Regions from separate parts of the Rattus norvegicus genome. Here region 2 is linked to region 1. The links are chromatin contacts, called in public Hi-C maps. All regions are on one chromosome and are shown on one strand. Each heading gives the region's core, a stretch centred on a gene start, on an enhancer-like site or on the middle of the called end of the contact. The rest is flanking DNA. Distances are from core to core; before and after follow the strand shown.

Region 1 (5,196 bases), core at 2,582-5,081:
AATTGTTGCCTTAAATGAGATGCATACACGTATAAGCATACATCCTTAAGCAAGCAGAAAGAATTATTTGTAATTACTTGATGCTGTTTTTGAAGCACTATATATGCTCATAAAAATGGTATCTGAAGTAGCTTGTACAAAAAGCACCAGGTGCAGCCACTCTGCCTCTGTTACCCAACCTTTATGTGCATTGGTTGCCTATTTGTAACATTGTACAACAGGTTGCAGTGGGGATCAAATGAGCTAAAGCATATAGGTGCTTCACATGAACTTGCTTCCCTACTGCTCTGGTTCTATTCAAGTCTATGACCCCTTTCTCAGTATAATCTGTGAAATAATCATGGAGGACGATAACCCACTTGCCCACTTCTCTCTGACCTAGGATATTTGGTGGCTTTACTTTGTGTTAAAGCTAAAATATCTTCAATGAAAGGCTTGAAGCAGAAAGAGTTGTGCAATTGTTTCTAATTTTTCCATTTTGATTGTTAAAGACCCAGAGTGGATTGGGCAGTTCCTCCTACCTCAGCAGCATACTTCACTCCATCCACTGTGTGCTCAGAGCCATGGTCATCCGAGGAGCCCCAGTGAAGATGGAATTGGCGAAGTCGGTAGGGTCCAGAGAGAGGGCCACCTCTCAGCACTGTGAATAAGATAACACGGTGACTGGTGAGCTCGGCCTGCCTCTGCAGAGCCCTGTCTGAAACCATAACTCTACTGAAGATTCTGTGGGTGAAAGATACCATCTGGGAACAGGGAACCATCCCCACAGTGCTTGTAACTCGAAGTTAGAACCTATCAAAGTAAGAATTTTCTTTTCTCTCTTATTGTTGCTTGCTCATGCTGTCATTTTAACACTCTAGAAAACAAATTAACATAGCAGAGATGTTATAACAGCCCTGAGAACAGATTAGCAGTACGGTACTGTTGGGAAGAGTCACACATTGGACAAGATTTAGGTACCATTCTGAATTTCACCCTCATAGTTGTGTGATCTCAGGCAAGATGCTCAACTTCTCTGAACTGGTCTTTGAATCTCTAAGAAGGTGATAATAATTCTACACTTTGTGAGCCACTGTGAGGATTAACTGAGATTTAAGCTCATCTCACAGTCCCTGTCAGGGATCACGGAGCAGGCGGGAATTCCTTTTTCGAGTCCTACTTTTAGCTGTGTTTTTCCTTAGATGACAAGCCAGAACTCTCATGCACATCTGCTTTAGACTGTCTCTACTCAAGTCAGATGGATAAAAGTTCAGGAATTTCCCAGGAAGCTAGTCAAGGTGGAAGGATATATATGATCATTCTTGGGCATCAGTTTGGGCAGTTATCTTAATTTCCATGTAATTTGCTCTCAATTCCTCTCACTGGAGTGTAATTTAAAGGTTCAGATATCTTCCCAAGGATGATGAAAATGGTACAGAAATCCTAAAAATCAAGATGTAGCAAGGTACGTTCAATGCAAATAGCACTGTAATCGCAGCTATATTAGCTTGATTTCTCTCCATGACACAGGAAACGCCACAGTGCAGACTTAAGCAATAATTTTAGGCTTGAACCAGCTTGATCCCTTGATGGGAAGGAAGTGGTTTGGTTTTTTGTAGTTTCCTGTCCAATCATTGAAATAGCTATGAGTTGGATATGAGTCTGATTTATTTACTAATTACTATTCAGTTATTAATAATTATTAGTTTTGTTTATTATTAATTATTTATTATTTATCTATGTATTATCTAATTATTAATCTCTAACATTTAACTATATTTCTTTTAAAAAAGCTACTTTATGTGTTTCTGCTTGGTGAATGATCTTTAATTTCATTTTTTGTTGTTATTGTTTGCTTTTTTTTTCTCCTAAATGACTCTTCACCTTTTAAGGGAAGGAAAAAAATGGGGAAGAGTAACATATAACAATTGCTCAAAAAGTAGTAAGCTTCTGCCCTCTTCCTACCCTGGAAGGGGGAGTTGTATGTCACTCTATCATTATTTCTTAAGACATCACCAGAATGGTCATTCATGTTTATCAACAAAGGAAATTTTAACTTAATTAGGAAATTGCGTTCTTAATTACTAAAGACTAATTCTCAGTTAGACTCACTTGCAATGAGATAAAGCTTGCAATTTTTGAGTTTTACTCTATAGCCCTCGCTGGACTGGAACTCATCAGAATACCAGGTTAGCCCTATATTTGTGGCAATCCTCTTGCCTTTGCCTCTTGAGTATTGGGATTACAGGTATGAGCCACCAAGCCTTTCTGAAATTTCAAATTATTTCAAATTAGTATTCAAATGTTCAAAATATTTCAGATTAGTCTTCTTTGATGTCACAGATTGGTTACTAATGTAGGCAAAAAAAAAAAAAAACCCTCCTCCCTCCCAGGAATGTTTCAATTTCACACTAACACTGGCCCAAGGAAAAGTGGTCATATACATCAGAAACACTCACTACAAAGATTCTTTGCGTTAACACCAGTGAGATACTTACTGAAACCAGGCTATTTTAACTGACATAGTGGGCCTGCCTTTTCACATTAATTAGCCTCCTTCCAGCCAGCAGGGAAGAGAGGGCCTATTTTATTTCTTGAAGCCTGGGGGGAGCCTGTTCTCCATACCACTCAGAAACCACAAGAATGTTGTCTCTCAATGGTCAGAAAGACCACGTGGGCTCCCTGCCTTCCCCTCTTGATCCATACTTTGTCTCTGGAGTGCTTTGCTAACTTTTAGCATGGGCATATGGCCATTTTGCAGCAACAAGAGGGTGTGACATTCTTCTTCATGATGTGAATATAGTTCTTTACAACTAGAGCCAAGTCTAAAGTCATCTCCATTGCAGGAATGAACTTCTCCCTCTTTCCATAATTCTGTTACCATTTCACATATTGCATCTTGCCATTAGATACCGAAAACACCCACATGACCCTTTCTAAGTGCTATACTTACTGGACCTGTCGAAAGTATCATCAAACACAACTCTGCAGGTCTTCCCATTGTTCAGGATGGTCTTAGCAGAGCCAGGATCATAAGATACTGACCAAGGCTGCAGAGAAGGATCATGCCTGATGTCTTTAGTATGCAGTTCAATGGGTGACTGGTTGTCCCCTTTGGCAATTGGATAAAGTTCATGCCAGTGCTCAGGACCTAGGAAGTAAATGACAGGGATTTTATTCATTTAATAGTAAAGCCCAAGACCTCTATCTGGTGAACTATGCCAGCAAACTATACAGAAGCCAAAGAGTGTTTACAGGAAGGTCTCTGGTTCAAATTGAGCAACACAGTTCTTTGATTTCAAACCTACTTAGAACCTTGCTTCCTGTGCTCAAAGAGCATGCCAATCTCTGCATTCCCTCCCCTGGCTTGAGAATCATGTAACCAGAAAAGCTTATCTTTGAAATGAATCACAGACTGATCACATATTTTTGGATACTTTGTAGCTTGCAAAGGATACTTTTCTTCTTTTTCCCAAAGCTGACTTGATTGAAGCAGAGATTGTTACAGCCCCCCCCCCCCCGAACTCAAATAGGCCAAGTGCTCACTGCTCAGTTTCACAGAATAAGATTCAACTGAACCTGACTTTGGGCTGAATGACTTCTCAGATACATTATCGGACCTTAAGCTAGTGATAGTGGGTGCGTCTCTGAGCTTCAGGTTCCTCCGTGGAAAGGAAAACAGTGAGTCATGTTTAAAAGACAAGCAGCATAGGACACCAGAAAACTCTCAGTATATGCTATTTCTTAACTATTTCTACCTGCACACCTGTGCAATGCAGGCACACCCGTAGTGTCCTGGACCCACTCACCATTGTGGCTGGCGTAACCCCACTCCTTAGCCATGGCCTTTCCTGTCTCTCAGCGCTGGACAGCTCCTGCTTTTGCTTGCTCCTGTTGTCCGGCAAAAGCTCCAAAAAGTCCCCACTTTTATATAGGTCTCCTGCAGTGTGCATGGCCTTATTAGGTCAGCGGGTGAGGAAGGGGGCTAAACTGGATTGGGGTGGTACTCGGAAGGCGGGGCGGGGGAGCCAATGAATTACAAGCGGTGGACAGCTGTCGGGGTGAGAGGGTGGCAGGAGGGGGCAGGGAGGAGGCACGGAGGGGGAACGGAGGGGGACAGAAGACTCCCTTCTTGGCTCTTGCAAAAGCCCTGGCTCTTTCCTCTGTTTCCTTTGCAGACTACCAAGCAACTGAGCTTTCTAAGAGCTCGGCTTTGGTAGCGTTGGTTCCCTCCATTTTCACTCACTTGGGGGTCTGGAGGAGCAGCCGACTCAGGCTGCAGTCCCGTGTGTTACTTAGCAGCTAAAAATTGCACCCACGGCTCTTGCAGCCTTCCTCAGAAAACTTTTACCTCGGAATGAAGGACCCGCTGCAGTCTCTGGACGCTTGAGTTCCTTTTCCCGCAGGAATCCGGTTAGGGTGGAAAGAGCTCTTCTGATCCTCTGACTAGTGCGTGATTCCCCTACGGAAAACGTGTAAAATCCTGGAAATAGAGATGAGGAGGAATCTGGGACTGCATGCTTTCCGGTCCCAACATCCTTAACGGGATGAGTTTCTAAGGTAGACTGCCTAGGCTTCACATCCAGCCTAACTTAGTTTGTCTAGTATGACTCGGGAGCACAGCACAGAATCCCGGTCAGCCAGGGAGGGACTCTGCACCCCAGCCTTACTCAGCAGCAGTCTGGGACAGAACCACACTGGGAGCTGTGCTCTGTTCACCTCAGGACACCAAGAATATCTGAAGCTTTAAAAGAGTAGCATCAAAAAAGAGTATGCTACATAAAAATTTCACACTCCAAGACATAATTAGAGACAAGGGAGGGAAACAAAAAGGAAAAGGTCTATGAGATCGGTTGGGTCTTGTGTTTTTTCTCTCAGTCCTAGTGTGTTTTGTAATACAGTAAACCACATAAATGGAGACTAAAACTGGCATATCCCATTTGTGCATAACAAAGGTATAATTAGAAATATCTGGTTATGCCTCACATGAAAGAAGCCAGTATAATAGATGTTTGCAATTCTATGCATCTATTATGGAAAAAAAAAACTTGTTTGGGCAAGAATATCTTGAGACCAAAAAGATACACCTCGTGTTGGAAATGTCTTGAACAAGATTTCTGCAAGCATTTTCTTATAACTTTTACTTTTATAAAAAGTGACTTTTTCAGTTTACTTTTTCTTGTGGGTAACAAAACCTGAGAAGGAAATCTCTCTTCA
Region 2 (5,559 bases), core at 1,845-4,344, 97 kb after region 1:
AAAAATGTGACAGGAGACATACTAAGGACACCGATCTGCTCCCCCTAAGCTGAGTACCCACAGAAAGACTCCTTCTGATTGAAAGAGTTGAAGGAGCTTGCAACCCCATAAGAACAACAATGCCAACCAACCAGAGCTTCCAAGGACTAAACCACTACCGAAAGACTATACATGCACTGACCCAGGGCTCCAACTGTATATGTAACAGAGAATAGCCTTGTTGGCGCACCAGTGGAAGGGGACGCCCTTGGTCCTGCCAAGGTTGGACCCCCAGTGCAGGGGAATATGGGGGGCAGTAAGGGGGATGGATGGGGGGAATACCCATATGGGGGAGGGGGGACGGGAGCTTATGGACAGGAGACCAGGAAAGGGAATAACATTTGAAATGTAAGTAAAGAAATATATTTAATTTAAAAAAAAGAACAGAACAGAAAGACTCTTTGCTCCTCCATGGGGTTTCCCCATGCCTCTTTAAAGAAGCTGACATAGCAGCCATTGACAGACACATAGGAGTCCTTGGACTATCTGAGGATTTCACTGTCTTGTTCTTCTGTGCCCTCTTTGCTTGATGACTTTGGGTGGAATATTAAACATCATACAAGACACATCTGTTATTTTAAAATATTTGGCAGCTAACCTGTATGCCAAATTCTCTGGGCTACTCAGAAAGACCTTGAAAAAATGGTTTATTGGAACTTCAGTTTTCTCTTTTGTATGACCTACCATGTACTTCTACCAGAATGTGAGCTTCAGATCACCTTGCCTCTCAGGATAAAGTCAGCCATATAACAACTGTTCTTTCACCACAATGGAAGAATCTAGATCAGTGATTCTCAAGTTTCCTAATGCTGCATTAGCAGTGTAAGTATCTGTGTTTTCTTATGGTCTTAGGTGGCCCCTATGATACAGTCATTTGATCCTCAACCCAACAGTTAAAAACTGTTGATCTAGATGATCTATTGAGTCTCTTCTCCTGAGATGAGAAGTGTACCAAGAGAATAGCTAGATCTAATTGCCTAAAATGATGAGAATTCACCTTTCAATATACAATAAAAATTTCGAGGGCTAAGGAAATGACTCAGTGTGGTATGAATATGAAGACTAGAGTCTGGATCCCCATGACAGATGTAATGACCAGTCATGATCCCAGCCCTCGGAAGGCAGAGAGACACATCCCTTGAGCAAGCTGCCTAGTGAGCTCTTGATCTGGTGAGAGACCATCCTCAAAAATTATATAGTGGAAAACAACCACAAAGATAACTAACATCAGCTTTAGACCTCCACTTACACATGTGCATGCATGTATGCAAACACACACACACACACACACGTATGTACGTATATATTTGCCCCTATACATTATATATATATATATATATGCATGCAAACTGCACAAGCAGGCAAAAGGAAAAAATAAGTTTATAACTATACAGAAACAGATACTGGAGCCAGAGCACAGGCACTGGTTTGGTTGAGCAGATGTGGAGTCCTACTTGTCAAAGTTTGTCTTCTCATACCCTTCATTTAAGGCACCATTTTTAGAAACCATCATAACTGAATTTGGATTATGGTCCATTTGGCCAAGTTACAAAGAGACCATACGTATAATAAGCATGAATAAGAAGGGCCTTTAAAGAGACAAGAAAATATGAACCCCCTGCCAAATTCCCAAGTCAAGGTCAGGCTATTGTTTTTATAGATCTGTTCCCAATCAGTTTCAAAAGGTTACACAGGGTTAAATGAAGCAAAGAAAAACAACACAGTAGTTATTTTAAGTTAAATCAGATTCATCATTTTGAAGGACAAAAACATTGTTCTGTAGTATTACCATCCATCTAAAGCATTTTAAAAATTTCAAATATTCCCCTTGGGCAAAATATACAAGAATCATACCAGAAGTAACTGGAGGCCAATATTTGATTTATGCACACACACACACACACACACACACACACAAATACTAGCTAATGGTTAGTATTGCACTAATCCAGATGCTTGTGATCTGATGCACCTGAGACAAATTTGGACCCAAGGAGACAGCAGCCAGGGAGCAACTCATGCAGAAAAAGAAACACCTCAGACTAGCATCACTGAGAATCTGTCTGCAGAAACACTCTTGGGGAGTGGAGAGATCAATCTTTTCCTTTTAAGAATATAACTATTGTGTAACTCAAAGTATTAAAACACTTTATACAAATGAGTTCAGTCAAATAAAAAGAGCAGATGGATGAATTGGTGGGGAATAAGGCATTTAAGCACTTACAACATTCCTGCTCACCTATATATCCAGACTTCTCCATCAATCCCTCTCAACATCTCTATTTTTCTGACATCTACATTGAAACTAGGAAAAGAAGTCACTGCTCCTCCAAATCCATTATTCCCCACCAATTCATCCATCTGCTTCTATTGCTACAGGCTCATAACTATGCCATGCACACAAAGCACATTTTAAAAACCTTTCATTTCCTCCTTGTAGTGAAGCAAATTCGATGTTTCTTAAAACTTTTCCTTAGACCTGGCATGTGTCCCAACCTAAGATTCCAGACTTATCTTTAACTTCTTAGCTCAAATGTCCATGTTTCTAGCCATGTCTGTAGTGTCTGAACAAGCTATACTAGCATATATCATGGTGCCTTTCACACCCCCAGTGACAGATTTCATGGTGCCTATTTCCTTCAAGACTAAACAAATACTTATTTCAACTGGAGAAGCCCCTTATTGCTGCAGACTGTAATTACACCAAGCAAGGAGAGTTCCAGGCTATATCCTACATACTGAGTCCTTAAAGCAGAATACAAAAGCAAAAACAAATTTACTGAAAAACATACTATGTCTCTGTCTCTCAGCATCAGACACTCAGACCAGCAGATCAGACCTGAATATCAGCTGTGGTGACTAACATGATCCTATCCAATAAAATATCTCTTCATGTCTCTAGAATTGTGTTCTAAAAACAAAAGGCAACTGTGACAGAACGACACAAAGGCTACTGGGTAATACCAACATCAATGCTGGAGACTGACTAGGCTAGGGAATAGTCTAGTCTTGTAGTAAGAGTTGTTGAGCAAGAGTGAGCCCACAGCCATCACTCTTGTTTGCTGGCACATGTGCAAGATGAAATTTGCAAATAGATTCTTACAAAACAAACTGGCATTCCCAGTAGAGAGGTGAATGTTCACTTTCTTATTTGCTTATGTGCTCAGATTTATGGTTCCAGGACTTTTCATAAATCAGTGAATATTCACAGCAACTGCATGTGACAGCTAAGGAATATTGTGCAATTTTAACAACTTACCCTAACCCTTGCACTTGAATCTTAGGTGGGCTAGAAATAACGTGCGACTTACTAATCCATTTCGCCTCTAAGTGAATATAGCTTCCTACAGTTGGGAATCATTTTCTTCTATGAAAATACTGAATGAAAGGATTCAATTTTTAACTGAAGTAGAAATCTCATTTTTAGATAATGCTTGTAAGTTTTTAACTGTTCATCCTATATTCTACCTTTTAAAATCTACTACTGTGTATGGGAAGTAAATTTGGCTGTTGAGTAGTTACACTACTTGTCTAGCAGGCATCCAGTACTGCGTTTAATGTCTAGCACCATATACACCAAACAAGAGAATCAAGAGCAAGAAGCAAAAAGCTAAAAATGGTCAGCAGTTAAGGTTAACTTAGAGATTCAAAGTTCAAAGCCAATCATATCGTCAAAATATCAATACATCAGAACTTGCTTCAAAAAAGTTTTAATTTTTTTAAGTGGAATTAGAATTTTAAATTTTGTGTGCTGGTTTCACTGTTAACTTGTCAAATTTTATATATGTTGGTGTTTGTCTGTTTTGAGATAGGAGGTTATATGCAGGTTGACCTTATACTATGTACCCAAAAAAAGATTTGAATTCCTGATCCTCTAACTATTTCTCCTGAGCACTGGTATTGTGGAAGCCATCAAGCCCATCAAAGATTTATAATATTTTGGAAACAGATGTTTTTTGGGCATTCAGTATATCCCTGTCAATAGTTAACAAATTATGTGGGGTTGGGGATTTAGCTCAGCGGTAGAACGCTTACATAGCAAGGGCAAGGCTCTGGGTTCAGTCCCCAGCTCCGAAAAACAAAAATTCTGTGAATATTTTTATATAATTAATTAATTTTAATTAATTGTTTTATTGAAATTAAGCCCAAAATTATTTTGGGGGTAAATTAATTTACTTATGAATTATAATGTTATTTTATCTTTTGCCCAAATATTTTCCGAACTCAAAAACAACATACAAAACAACCCAGCAACTTTTTTTTTTTTGTCTTTGTTGGTGTAATCCTCAACATTTTCTTCTTAGTTTTGCAGTCTACACTTGTTCACTGCTTTATTATATGTTAATTCTTTGATTGTCCTGTCAGGTTCCCTGGAAACGATCCTGTGGTGTTTGGATGGAAACTGTCTAATACTTATGAATTAATTTTCAGGGTGAATAGCACCCACACACTAAGACTTCCATCAATGAGCATGATACAGATTTTCAGTGATTTGACAATTATATTTTCTTTTTCTTTTTTTTTTTTTTTTATTAACCTGAGTATTTCTTATATACATTTCGAGTGTTATTCCCTTTCCCGGTTTCCGGGCAAACATCCCCCTCCCCCCTCCCCTTCCTTATGGGTGTTCCCCTCCCAACCCTCCCCCCATTGCCGCCCTGCCACATAGACTAGTTCACTGGGGGTTCAGTCTTAGCAGGACCCAGGGCTTCCCCTTCCACTGGTGCTCTTACTAGGATATTCATTGCTACCTATAGGGTCAGAGTCCAGGGTCAGTCCATGTATAGTCTTTAGGTAGTGGCTTAGTCCCTGGAAGCTCTGGTTGCTTGGCATTGTTGTACTTTTGGGGTCTCGAGCCCCTTCAAGCTCTTCCAGTTCTTTCTCTGATTCCTTCAATAGGGGACCTATTCTCAGTTCAGTGGTTTGCTGCTGGCATTCGCCTCTGTATTTGCTGTATTCTGGCTGTGTCTCTCAGGAGCGATCTACATCCGGCTCCTGTCGGTCTACACTTCTTTGCTTGATCCATCTTGTCTAATTGGGTGGCTGTATATGTATGGGCCACATGTGGGGCAGGCTCTGAATGGCTGTTCCTTCAGTCTCTGTTTTAATCTTTGCCTCTCCCTTCCCTGCCAAGGGTATTCTTTTTCCTCATTTAAAAAAGGAGTGAAGCATTCACATTTTGATCATCCGTCTTGAGTTTCGTTTGTTCTAGGGATCTAGGGTAATTCAAGCATTTGGGCTAATAGCCACTTATCAATGAGTGCATACCATGTATGTCTTTCTGTGATTGGGTTAGCTCGCTCAGGATGATATTTTCCAGTTCCAACCATTTGCCTACGAATTTCATAAAGCCGTTGTTTTTGATAGCTGAGTAATATTCCATTGTGTAGATGTACCACATTTTCTGTATCCATTCCTCTGTTGAAGGGCATCTGGGTTCTTTCCATTTTCTGGCTATTATAAATAAGGCTGCGATGAACATAGTGGAGCACGTGTCTCTTTTATATGTTGAGGCATCTT

Evidence for each region. Hi-C and Micro-C count contacts between places; a contact is called where the count stands out from the background.
Region 2: a Hi-C map of liver shows a contact between it and region 1, with 2.9 times the contacts expected there. The contact joins the enhancer-like site here to the promoter of Car3 in region 1. A contact is called at or near these places in 2 of 12 Hi-C or Micro-C datasets (kidney and liver).

Annotation. Positions count from the first base shown.
Region 1 is chr2:88,496,643-88,501,838 of GRCr8, forward strand. It overlaps Car3 (carbonic anhydrase 3), which reads right to left and starts at 3,832. Exons shown (of 7, transcript NM_019292.4): 1 at 3,789-3,832; 2 at 2,933-3,130; 3 at 522-640. The coding sequence starts at 3,822.
Region 2 is chr2:88,594,572-88,600,130 of GRCr8, forward strand. No RefSeq gene overlaps it. Among named protein-coding and RNA genes, the nearest start is that of Car1, 47 kb to the left of the region's middle. Within about 2 kb of position 3,095, at least 3 of the 93 cell types and tissues checked have an H3K27ac peak or open chromatin away from gene starts, as enhancers often do. A contact at or near this core is called in liver, where this site is marked.